Regions from separate parts of the Mus musculus genome. Here all the other regions are linked to region 2. A link is a contact called in public HiChIP or PLAC-seq and promoter capture Hi-C data. All regions are on one chromosome and are shown on one strand. Each heading gives the region's core, a stretch centred on a gene start, on an enhancer-like site or on the middle of the called end of the contact. The rest is flanking DNA. Distances are from core to core; before and after follow the strand shown. Region 1 holds the start of Rdh9 (retinol dehydrogenase 9). Region 2 holds the start of Nemp1 (nuclear envelope integral membrane protein 1). Region 3 holds the start of Rdh16 (retinol dehydrogenase 16).

Region 1 (2,779 bases), core at 67-2,566, 99 kb before region 2:
AATTGGATAGGGGACTAATATCCAATATATATAAAGAACTCAAGAAGGTGGACTCCAGAAAATCAAATAACCCCATTAAAAAATGGGGCTAAGAGCTGAACAAAGAATTCTCACCTGAGGAATACCGAATGGCAGAGAAGCACCTGAAAAAATGTTCAACATCCTTAATCATCAGGGAAATGCAAATCAAAACAACCCTGAGATTCCACTTCACTCCAGTCAGAATGGCTAAGATCAAAAACTCAGGTGACAGCAGATGCTGGCGAGGATGTGGAGAAAGAGGAACACTCCTCCATTGTTGATGGGATTGCAAGCTTGTACAACCACTCTGGAAATCAGTCTGGCGGTTCCTCAGAAAATTGGACATAGTACTACCGGAGGATCCCGCAATACCTCTCCTGGGCATATATCCAGAAGATGTCCCAACCGGTAAGAAGGACACATGCTCCACTATGTTCATAGCAGCCTTATTTATAATAGCCAGAAGCTGGAAAGAACCCAGATGCCCCTCAACAGAGGAATGGATACAGAAAATGTGGTACATTTACACAATGGAGTACTACTCAGCTATTAAAAAGAATGAATTTATGAAATTCCTAGGCAAATGGATGGACCTGGAGGGCATCATCCTGAGTGAGGTAACCCAATCACAAAGGAACTCACACAATATGTACTCACTGATAAGTGGATATTAGCCCAAAACTTAGGATACCCAAGATATAAGATACAATTTGCTAAGAACACACAGCTTGGAGGACTCAGTGTAGAGGTAAGAGGACAGACTGATGTGCTAGAGAGGGGCAGAATCTGCAGTTACACCAACTCCACCCTGACTCCCACCAGGAATCTTTCCAGGACTACACAGGCCTTCCCTTCACACAAAGACAGAAAACGAACAGCACAGACAGGACTCTCAGTGGTACCTCTGTTCCCAACACGCTCCTTCACCCACTGAGTGGCTGTCACAATACTCTCTGTCTTGGTGACATCCAGGATCACTGTCTCCAGCCTGTCAGATGTCTTGTTCCTCAGCTCCTCGGCTCCCTTCTCCGTCAGACATGCAGCCAACACTCTCATGCCTCTCCTGTCCAGCTGTCTGGCCAGCAGGTTCCCAAAGCCAGAGTCACAGCCCGTGATGAAGACATACTTGTCTTGGAGATAGCTCACCACCTGCCTCTCCCTGAAGAAGCACAGGAGAGTCCAAAGGCCCACCAGTGCCACTAGAAAGAGCCACATAGTTTGTAGAAGCCAAGCAGAGAGAGAGATACTCGGTGTCAAAATGAGCCTGGCCTCTGCTCACACAGGAAGGTGTAGGCATTGACGATTCCAGGCTTCTGATGTGAAGTCCTCTGCATCCCTATAACTATTGGTGACTCAGTCTCTGGTCATTGACCTGTTCTGATCAAAAGACATATAATGCCCTTTGCCTCTCCCTATCTCACTGCCAAGGAAAACATCACTGATGTTCAGTGACACATATTTATTATCTTATGATCTTTGCTTCCTGGACTCACGTGGGAATATATGTGTGTGTCATTACACATAGCCCATGGTCCAGTTCCAGACTTTGCAACTTGCACTCTGGAACCACAAACCAGGACATTGTGAGCATAATGAGAAACTATTGGTAACCTATGCTTGGACTCAGGACAACTTACAGGAGAGGACAGAGAGAGTTGGTGCCTTCCTAATACAGCAGCTCCTGGGAAGGTAGAGGAAGGGCCAGCCCCAAACATGGAAAGCTGACCTCAAAGGAACACTAGGTGGTGGGGCTGGGACCCCAAACACATCAGGACTCCCAGAGTAGATATGAGGAAGGAAAAGACTTTCCCTCTCAAGTGGCCCTTCTCCTGGCTGCCTGAATTCAAGCAGACATGAGCACATTTTCTTGAGTTGTGACCTCTATGACTGCCCCTGTCTCACCTGAGTCAGGATTTCTTACTTAATTTCCCAGCAAGCCTTGCTCAGAACCTCTAGAGTAGTTTGTAGGGCTTTACATACGGCTCCTGCTCTGGGGAATGTCTGACTGACTCTCTGATTTCAGCTCAAAAATAAGCCTGGTGTCCTTCAGGAATGATGTCACCATTCCCTTACCTGGCACTTCCACAACTTTCTGTGCCAACCAGTAAGGATTCAGACTGTCCTTGTGCTCTCAGGAACCATGTTTCTATCAGGAAGTGCCCCAATACAGGTTAGATTACAGCTCTGCACTAAGGTCTGGGCCTTCTTTATCAGTGTTGACTGAACTGTGAATCTGAAGCTGGGCCACTGTCCTTCCAATGGGCAGCTGCCCCTGGGACTGCTCTGCATTTGCCCTGCTCTTCCTTCTCCACTGTGCCTGGACCTGTATGATGTAGTGCTGCTACTCCTTGTCCTCCTGGCTGCAATCTTGTCCCTCCTCCTTCTCCTGCAGAAGATACTAGGACATTCTTTATGTGACTCTTAGCACCTGTCTTAGTTAGGGTTTCTATTCCTGAACAAAACATCATGACCAGGATGCAAGTTGGGGAGGAAAGGGTTTATTCAGCTTACACTTTCCACATTGCTGATGATCACCAAAGGATGCAGGACTGGAACTCAACCAGGTAAGGGAGCAGGAGCTGATGCCAAGACCATGGACGGATGTTTCTTACTGCCTTGCTTTCCCTGGCTTTCTCAGCTTGCTCTCTCATAGAACCCTAGACTACCAGGGATGGCACCATCCACAATGGGTCCTTCCCCTCTGATCACCAACTGAGAAAATGCCCCACAGCTGGATCTCATGGGGGCACTTCCCCAA
Region 2 (3,050 bases), core at 77-2,576:
CTTAGTATCTCCTTATGTCCTCACACCCCGAGGCCCCATTTTGACAGTTTATTCAGGTGACAGTCCTTCCAAATCCTGTTCTAGGCTTTTAGGCCCTGATCCGGAAAAGAATCTTTCCTGGACATATACTCTCTTCCCAAAAGAAGTCTCCAGTCCCTCTTGAACAATATATTTATGGGTGTTGATCTTAAAGCCACAAGTGAGAGCAAGTGACAGGCAGGCAGGAACGGAAGGGGGCAGTATGAGAGTGGATGTGTGCTTACACGCCTTGGCTGTCTTTATTCTCTGGAGTTGCTACTCCCTCCAGTGGATGTTGGCAAACATCACTTATTTTCCCGGCCACTATTTAACAAGGGAGGGAAAACACGATTTCTTATCAACTTTTAATTTTTTTTTTTTCTGGTCGGGATCACAAAATAAGTTTCTTACCTAGTCCGGAGTTGACTGTCCAGCAGAAAGTACAAAATGAATGTGCTTGAAAGAATGAATAAACTTAGGAACTACGTCCCGCTTAAGCGGATGGCCTCTTATCTTTCCTGGGCAACTGGAGTATAATGACTCCAGGTGTGTTCTCCGGAGCTATTTGGGAGGAGGATCTTAACAGGAGGCCAGTGGTGGCACACACCTTTAATCCCAGCACACAGGAGGCAGAGGCAGGTGGGTCTCTCAACTCCAGGCCGGCCCGGTCTAAGGTGTGAGTTCCAGAACAGCCAGGGGCTACCCTGAGAGACCCTGTCTTGAAAAACATTCAGGTGAACTCTATTCCACTGTACCGAGACAGATCCATCCCTGGGGTGTTTTTAGTAAACTGAATGAGTGGGGCGTTTGCTTTCTCCTGACCTATTTCAGGGCGAAACCCAGAAATCCGTTTTAACTCAGAAATTCAAGAGACCTAGCAGCACCTCGGAGCCCCTCCGTGGTTTCCCCCCTAAAGGGTGTCAACCAGCCCAGGCCTCCCTTCCTGGGGAAGGCTCAGGCCTCCGCCCGACCCGAGCTGTCCGGAGGGCGGCCCGGGACCCGTCAGTGCGGACCGTCCCTGGAGCGTCTCACTCAGCGTCCCGAGCTGCTCCGAGTAACGGGCCGCACCCTCGGGATAAGAAACCACTTTTCCACATTTAACGCCCTCGCGCCCGACCCCTGGGCAGCCGCTGCCCGGGTGGTACCTGAGCCGCAGACCACGCAGCCGGCGACGACCAAGAGCAGCCATGTGGCGCCGCCGCCGCCCCCGGCCCCCCAGCACCGGGGCCCTGGACCAACCGCCGACCACACCGACACTTTGATTCCTCCCGCCATGGATGCCTCACACCGCCTCCTCCTCGCGTGCCCCTCCTCAGCAACTGTCTCCGAACGGGCAGCGCCGGCAGCCAATCGGCTGCGAGACCCGCCCCCACCCCCACCCGTGGAGCAGGCGGGGCCTCGCGCGCTCCGCCCTCCCGCGCCCCTAGGAGCCACACCTCCTAGCAACGCCAATCCTGGCAGTGACGACAGGAAGAGCCCGCCCTTTCCCCGCAATCTGCTTCCGTCCGCGGTTTATTTACAAATGAGATTGATGGAAAGCTTACCCAATAGGAAATCAGAATGAGAGGAGGCCTCCTGGACTGCGTGTTTCCATCGAAACGTCTCTTCTAGTTTTTCTTTCCTTTCTTCCTCGGCCCTTTTATGACATGCTAGCCAGTGGCAACTCTTCACGAGTAAGGTTCTCCCGTGACCGTTTTTTAAGGTAAAATGATTGCCAGCCTGTCTCCAAAGTTCTGAAATATTTCAGCAATAAGTACAGGATTATTGTGCGTTGTCAAGGTTTTGCAGGCATAAACAACGTTTGAAAATGTAGAGATAGAGCTGAGATAGAAACTCTGACTTCGATCCCCAGCACTGCAAGAAAAAAACAAACAGAAAACAAAACACCAAAAAAAAGTATTAATTTGGCTTCGGTTTCCTTTTTTGACTGAAGATGTAGCTAAACTGTGCACAAGGCCCTCGTTTCAATCACCAACGCCACAGGAATAAACTACAAGTCCCGAGCATTTCTGGTTTTGAAACGAAACAAGTGATAATTAAGACAGCTTATCCTCTCCATTTGGGAAAAAAAAAAAAAAAAGCCAAGGCTAAGAGAGAGAGAAAAAACACAAAGTAGGTTCTGAGCTCAAATCTAAGTTCTTTCTGTGGCTTAGGTGCCTCCCAGTACTTGCAGTCCAGGCACTGTGTGTGTAGCACTTACAGAAATTGAAAATTGAAGCACCTTTTTTTTTTTTTTTTTTTTTTTTTTTTGGTTTTTTGAGACAGGGTTTCTCTGTGTATCCCTGACTGTCCTGGAACTCACTCTGTAGACCATGGCCTTGAACCCATAAATCTGCCTGCCTCTGCCTCCCAAGTGCTGGGATTAAAGGCGTGCTTGTAATCCCATCACTTGGGAAGTTGAGAATGAAGGCTTGCTGAGAATTGAAGAGTAGCCAGGATTATAGAGTTTGAACCGTGAGAACCTGTATGTGTGTGTATATACATACATATATATACACACACACACACACATATATATACATATACATATATATATACACATACATACACACACACATATATATACACACACTTGTGTGTAGACACATGTATACATGTATATGCACATTTATACACACATATAGATGGCTTATTGCGATGGCTCGGTTGTGTAAACCTAGAACTCATATGACAGGAGAAAACCAACTTCTGCTCCCACAGGACCTCCATACTGACTCTGTGGCACACAATACCCCCCACACAATTAATGGATCGATTGATAAAAAAAAAAAAAAAAAAAAAAAAAAACTTTTAATGTCAAGGTTAACAGGAGGCGTGTTGGTCCATATCTGTTAACTCCAGCATTCAAAACACTCAGGTCAGAGGATCACAAATAAGATTAGCTTGCACTACACATCTAAAACCAACCTCAAAACAAAAACTTACATTAATGTGAAACAAGGGAAGACTAACAAACTATCCCAGACAAGGGAGCATACGTAAACACGATGAACCACATGTCATATAATATGGATCTTGGAACAGGAAGAAAA
Region 3 (3,118 bases), core at 380-2,879, 120 kb before region 2:
GTTGGGGGTTTAATTTTGCTTTTGTTTCTGAGAGAGAGAGACAGAAAGAGAGAGAGAGAATAAGAACTTCTATGACTGGGACATGGAGAGGATCTAGGAGAAGCTGGAGAAAGGGAAATACAATCTAAATGTTTGCATGAAAAAAATCTAATAAAAATATATACAGTAGATTTTTGATCCTGGGATCCCAAAATACACATGCTTGCGGACTCGGGATGGACTAGAAGTATCTTAAGACAGTTCTTGGGACAATGGAACGAGCTGAGTGTGGTGACACCATCTGCTGATGCCAACAGGAAGGAGCTGAGAAACGTCCATCAGATGGTGACCAGGTCCATATCTAGAGCTCTGCCTCAAACTCAGGAGCCAGAGGAACACAAAGGGAACAAACAATACCCAGTGCCAAGGCCTGCTAAATGCAGTGGGGCGTGGATAAGGGTCAAGTTATTTTAATTCATTCTATATTATTGCTGAAAAATGTTCTTTAAGTGGTAATGTTGCTTGCCTTCTTAAACTGGAAAGAATGCATATACATTATACATACAAGTCAAAGGGTTAACTACTTTGTATCCACTGAATAGCAAATTGTATGCTAATTGTAGTTTGACATGTCTAGAGTTTTGAATAATAACTGTTTTCCTTTCATTTTTTAAATAAATTTATTGTTTAAAACAAATGCTGGAGAGAGAAAAAGGGAGAAACAGATGGAAAAGCAAGTTAGTGTGTGTGTGTGTGTGTGTGTGTGTGTGTGTGTGTGTGTGTTTTCTAGGTGAAAGAGAGACCACTTCCTACCTTTTTCTGTCCTAAGTTTTCCTTGACTTTGGGCTTAAGCACGGCAATGATTATGGCTCTCCCTGCCATGGTGCACAGGTAGTGCATGAGAACATGTTCCAGAACTGGGAGAGCAGGTGCACGCTGGCACATGACCTTCACAGAGACCAGGTCCCAGGAGCCCAGGGCTCTCCTCCCTCCTCACAGTCTCTATCCTAGGACTCAGCAGCCAACAATCCTGTCTTTCTACATACAAAGTCAAAGAGGACAGATAACAATTGCAAATGAAATCTTCCCAAGGCACCAGTTGGCTAAGAACACACAGCTTAGAGGATTAAGTTTCTAAGTAACATGAAATACTGATGTGCTAGAGAGGGGCAGAGTCTGCAGTTACACCAACTCCACCCTGACCCCCACCAGGAATTGTTTCAAGACTACACAGGCCTTCCCTTCACACACATAGAGAACACCAACAGCACCAACAGGACTCTCATTGGTACCTCTGTTCCCAACATGCTCCTTCACCCACTGAGTGGCTGTCACAATACTCTCTGTCTTGGTGACATCCAGGATCACTGTCTCCAGCCTGTCAGATGTCTTGTTCCTCAGCTCCTCGGCTCCCTTCTCCGTCAGACATGCAGCCAGCACCCTCATGCCTCTCCTGTCCAGCTGTCTGGCCAGCAGGGTCCCAAAGCCAGAGTCACAGCCCGTGATGAAGACATATTTGTCTTGGAGATGGCTCACCACCTGCCTCACCCTGAAGAAGCGCAGAAGCGTCCACAGGCCCACCAGTGCCACCAGGTAGAGCCACATGGCTTGTAGAAGTCAAGCAGAGAGAGAGATACTCTGTGTCAAAATGAGCCTGGCCTCTGCTCACACAGGAAGGTGTAGACATCCAGGACTCCACCCTGCTGACGTACAGGCCTCTGCATTTTTTATAATTTTTGCTGCGCCGTGACTCTGGACTTTAACAGGCTTTGGGGCAAAAGTCATACAATGTTCTTTGACTTTATTTATCCATGCCAAGAAAAACACCTCTGATATTCAACAACACGGATATATTCTCTTATAATCCTTGCTTCCTGGAATCAGGTCAGAATACATGTTTGGTTCATTACACAGGGCCCACAATCCAGTCCCAGACTCACCTTGTGTCTCTGCATATTGCACTCTGGAACCACAAAGCAGGACCTTTTGAACAGAATCAAAATCTATTGGTAACCTGTACTTGGACTTAGGACAGCTTACAGGAGAGGACAGGAAGAGCTGGTGCCCTCCTAATACAGCAAGTTATGGAACATAGAAGGGCCAGCCCGAAACATGATAAATTGACCTCAAAGGAATACAAGGTGATGGGACTGGGACCCCAGACAAATCAGGACTCCCAGACCTGAATTGGGAAAGGAAATGACTTTAGATCTCAAGTGGCCCTTCTCCTGGCTACCTGCTTTAAAGCAGATATGAGTACAGATTCTTTTTGAGTTGTGATCTCCATTTGTGTCCTTGGCTTACAAAAGCCAGGAATTCTTGATTATTTTCTACAGAACCTCTAGAGTAGTGTGTGGAGCTTTGCATATGGCTCCTGGTTTTGAGAAATACCTGAATGACTCTCAGATTTCAGCTCAAAATAAACCTGATGCCTTCCTTCAGGAATGATGTCACAGTTCCCTTACCTGGCACTTCCACCACTTTCTGTCCCAACCAGTAAGGAATCAAGCTGTCCTTGTGCTCTCAAGAACCATGGTTCTATCAGGAAGAGGTGCAATAAGGGATTTATTACAGTTCTGCCTTAAGGTCTGGGCCTTGGTTATCAGTGGGTTATCTGTGTATCTGGAGCTGGGCCATTCTCCCTCCAAGCAGGCAGCTGCCCCTGCATCTGCTCTGCATTTGCCCTGCTGTTCCTTCTCTCCTGCGCCTGATTCTGTTTAACTTATGGCTGATATTACTTGTCATCCTGCCTCCACTTCTGTCTCTGCTCCTGCTTGTGCAGAAACTAATAGGACATCCTTCATGTGGCTATTAGCACACATGTCCCCAGAATCCTAGCTTTGAACTGCATCTTGTAAAATGTAGTACTAGGCTTTCTTGACCAAAGTTTTGTGCAGATATTGGTGCTTTGGATCTTGTCTCGCTTCAACAGTGAGTACACTAGAGCACTCCTTCTATGGACATTTTCCAATCTTCTCTCCTACAGTTCTTTCCTTATCAACCCTGATAGTGATGGACACTCTTGTTGGATCAAGGTCTTCTGGAAAATAGGAGGATCTAGATAGGACCCTGGAATTTTTGGGTAAAGTCAGAGAGAATAGGAAAGTGGATGTGGGTCTGTTGCAGGAGCCACAGGGCT

Evidence for each region. HiChIP or PLAC-seq counts read pairs in DNA pulled down with a chosen protein or histone mark. Capture Hi-C pulls out chosen DNA fragments and counts their contacts.
Region 1: a contact with region 2 is called in an H3K4me3 HiChIP or PLAC-seq map of intestinal crypt epithelium, with 6 read pairs. The contact joins the promoter of Rdh9 here to the promoter of Nemp1 in region 2. A contact is called at or near these places in 1 of 15 datasets of contacts at CTCF or cohesin (the NIH/3T3 cell line), 4 of 115 datasets of contacts at active chromatin or transcription factors (embryonic stem cells, intestinal crypt epithelium, intestinal villus epithelium and 1 more) and 1 of 9 other capture datasets (adipose tissue).
Region 3: a promoter capture Hi-C map of adipose tissue shows a contact between it and region 2. The contact joins the promoter of Rdh16 here to the promoter of Nemp1 in region 2. A contact is called at or near these places in 6 of 39 promoter capture datasets (the 3T3-L1 cell line, cranial neural crest, embryonic stem cells and 2 more), 1 of 115 datasets of contacts at active chromatin or transcription factors (pancreatic cancer cells) and 2 of 9 other capture datasets (adipose tissue and pancreatic islet).

What each region holds. Positions count from the first base shown.
Region 1 is chr10:127,774,942-127,777,720 of GRCm38.p6, reverse strand. It overlaps Rdh9 (retinol dehydrogenase 9), which reads right to left and starts at 1,316. Exons shown (of 4, transcript NM_153133.2): 1 at 924-1,316. The coding sequence starts at 1,236.
Region 2 is chr10:127,675,341-127,678,390 of GRCm38.p6, reverse strand. It overlaps Nemp1 (nuclear envelope integral membrane protein 1), which reads right to left and starts at 1,326. Exons shown (of 9, transcript NM_001113211.1): 1 at 1,164-1,326. The coding sequence starts at 1,293. Gm16230 (a long non-coding RNA gene) reads left to right here and starts at 1,632. Exons shown (of 4, transcript XR_872178.1): 1 at 1,632-1,720.
Region 3 is chr10:127,799,664-127,802,781 of GRCm38.p6, reverse strand. Rdh16 (retinol dehydrogenase 16) reads right to left here and starts at 1,629. Exons shown (of 4, transcript NM_009040.3): 1 at 1,272-1,629. The coding sequence starts at 1,584.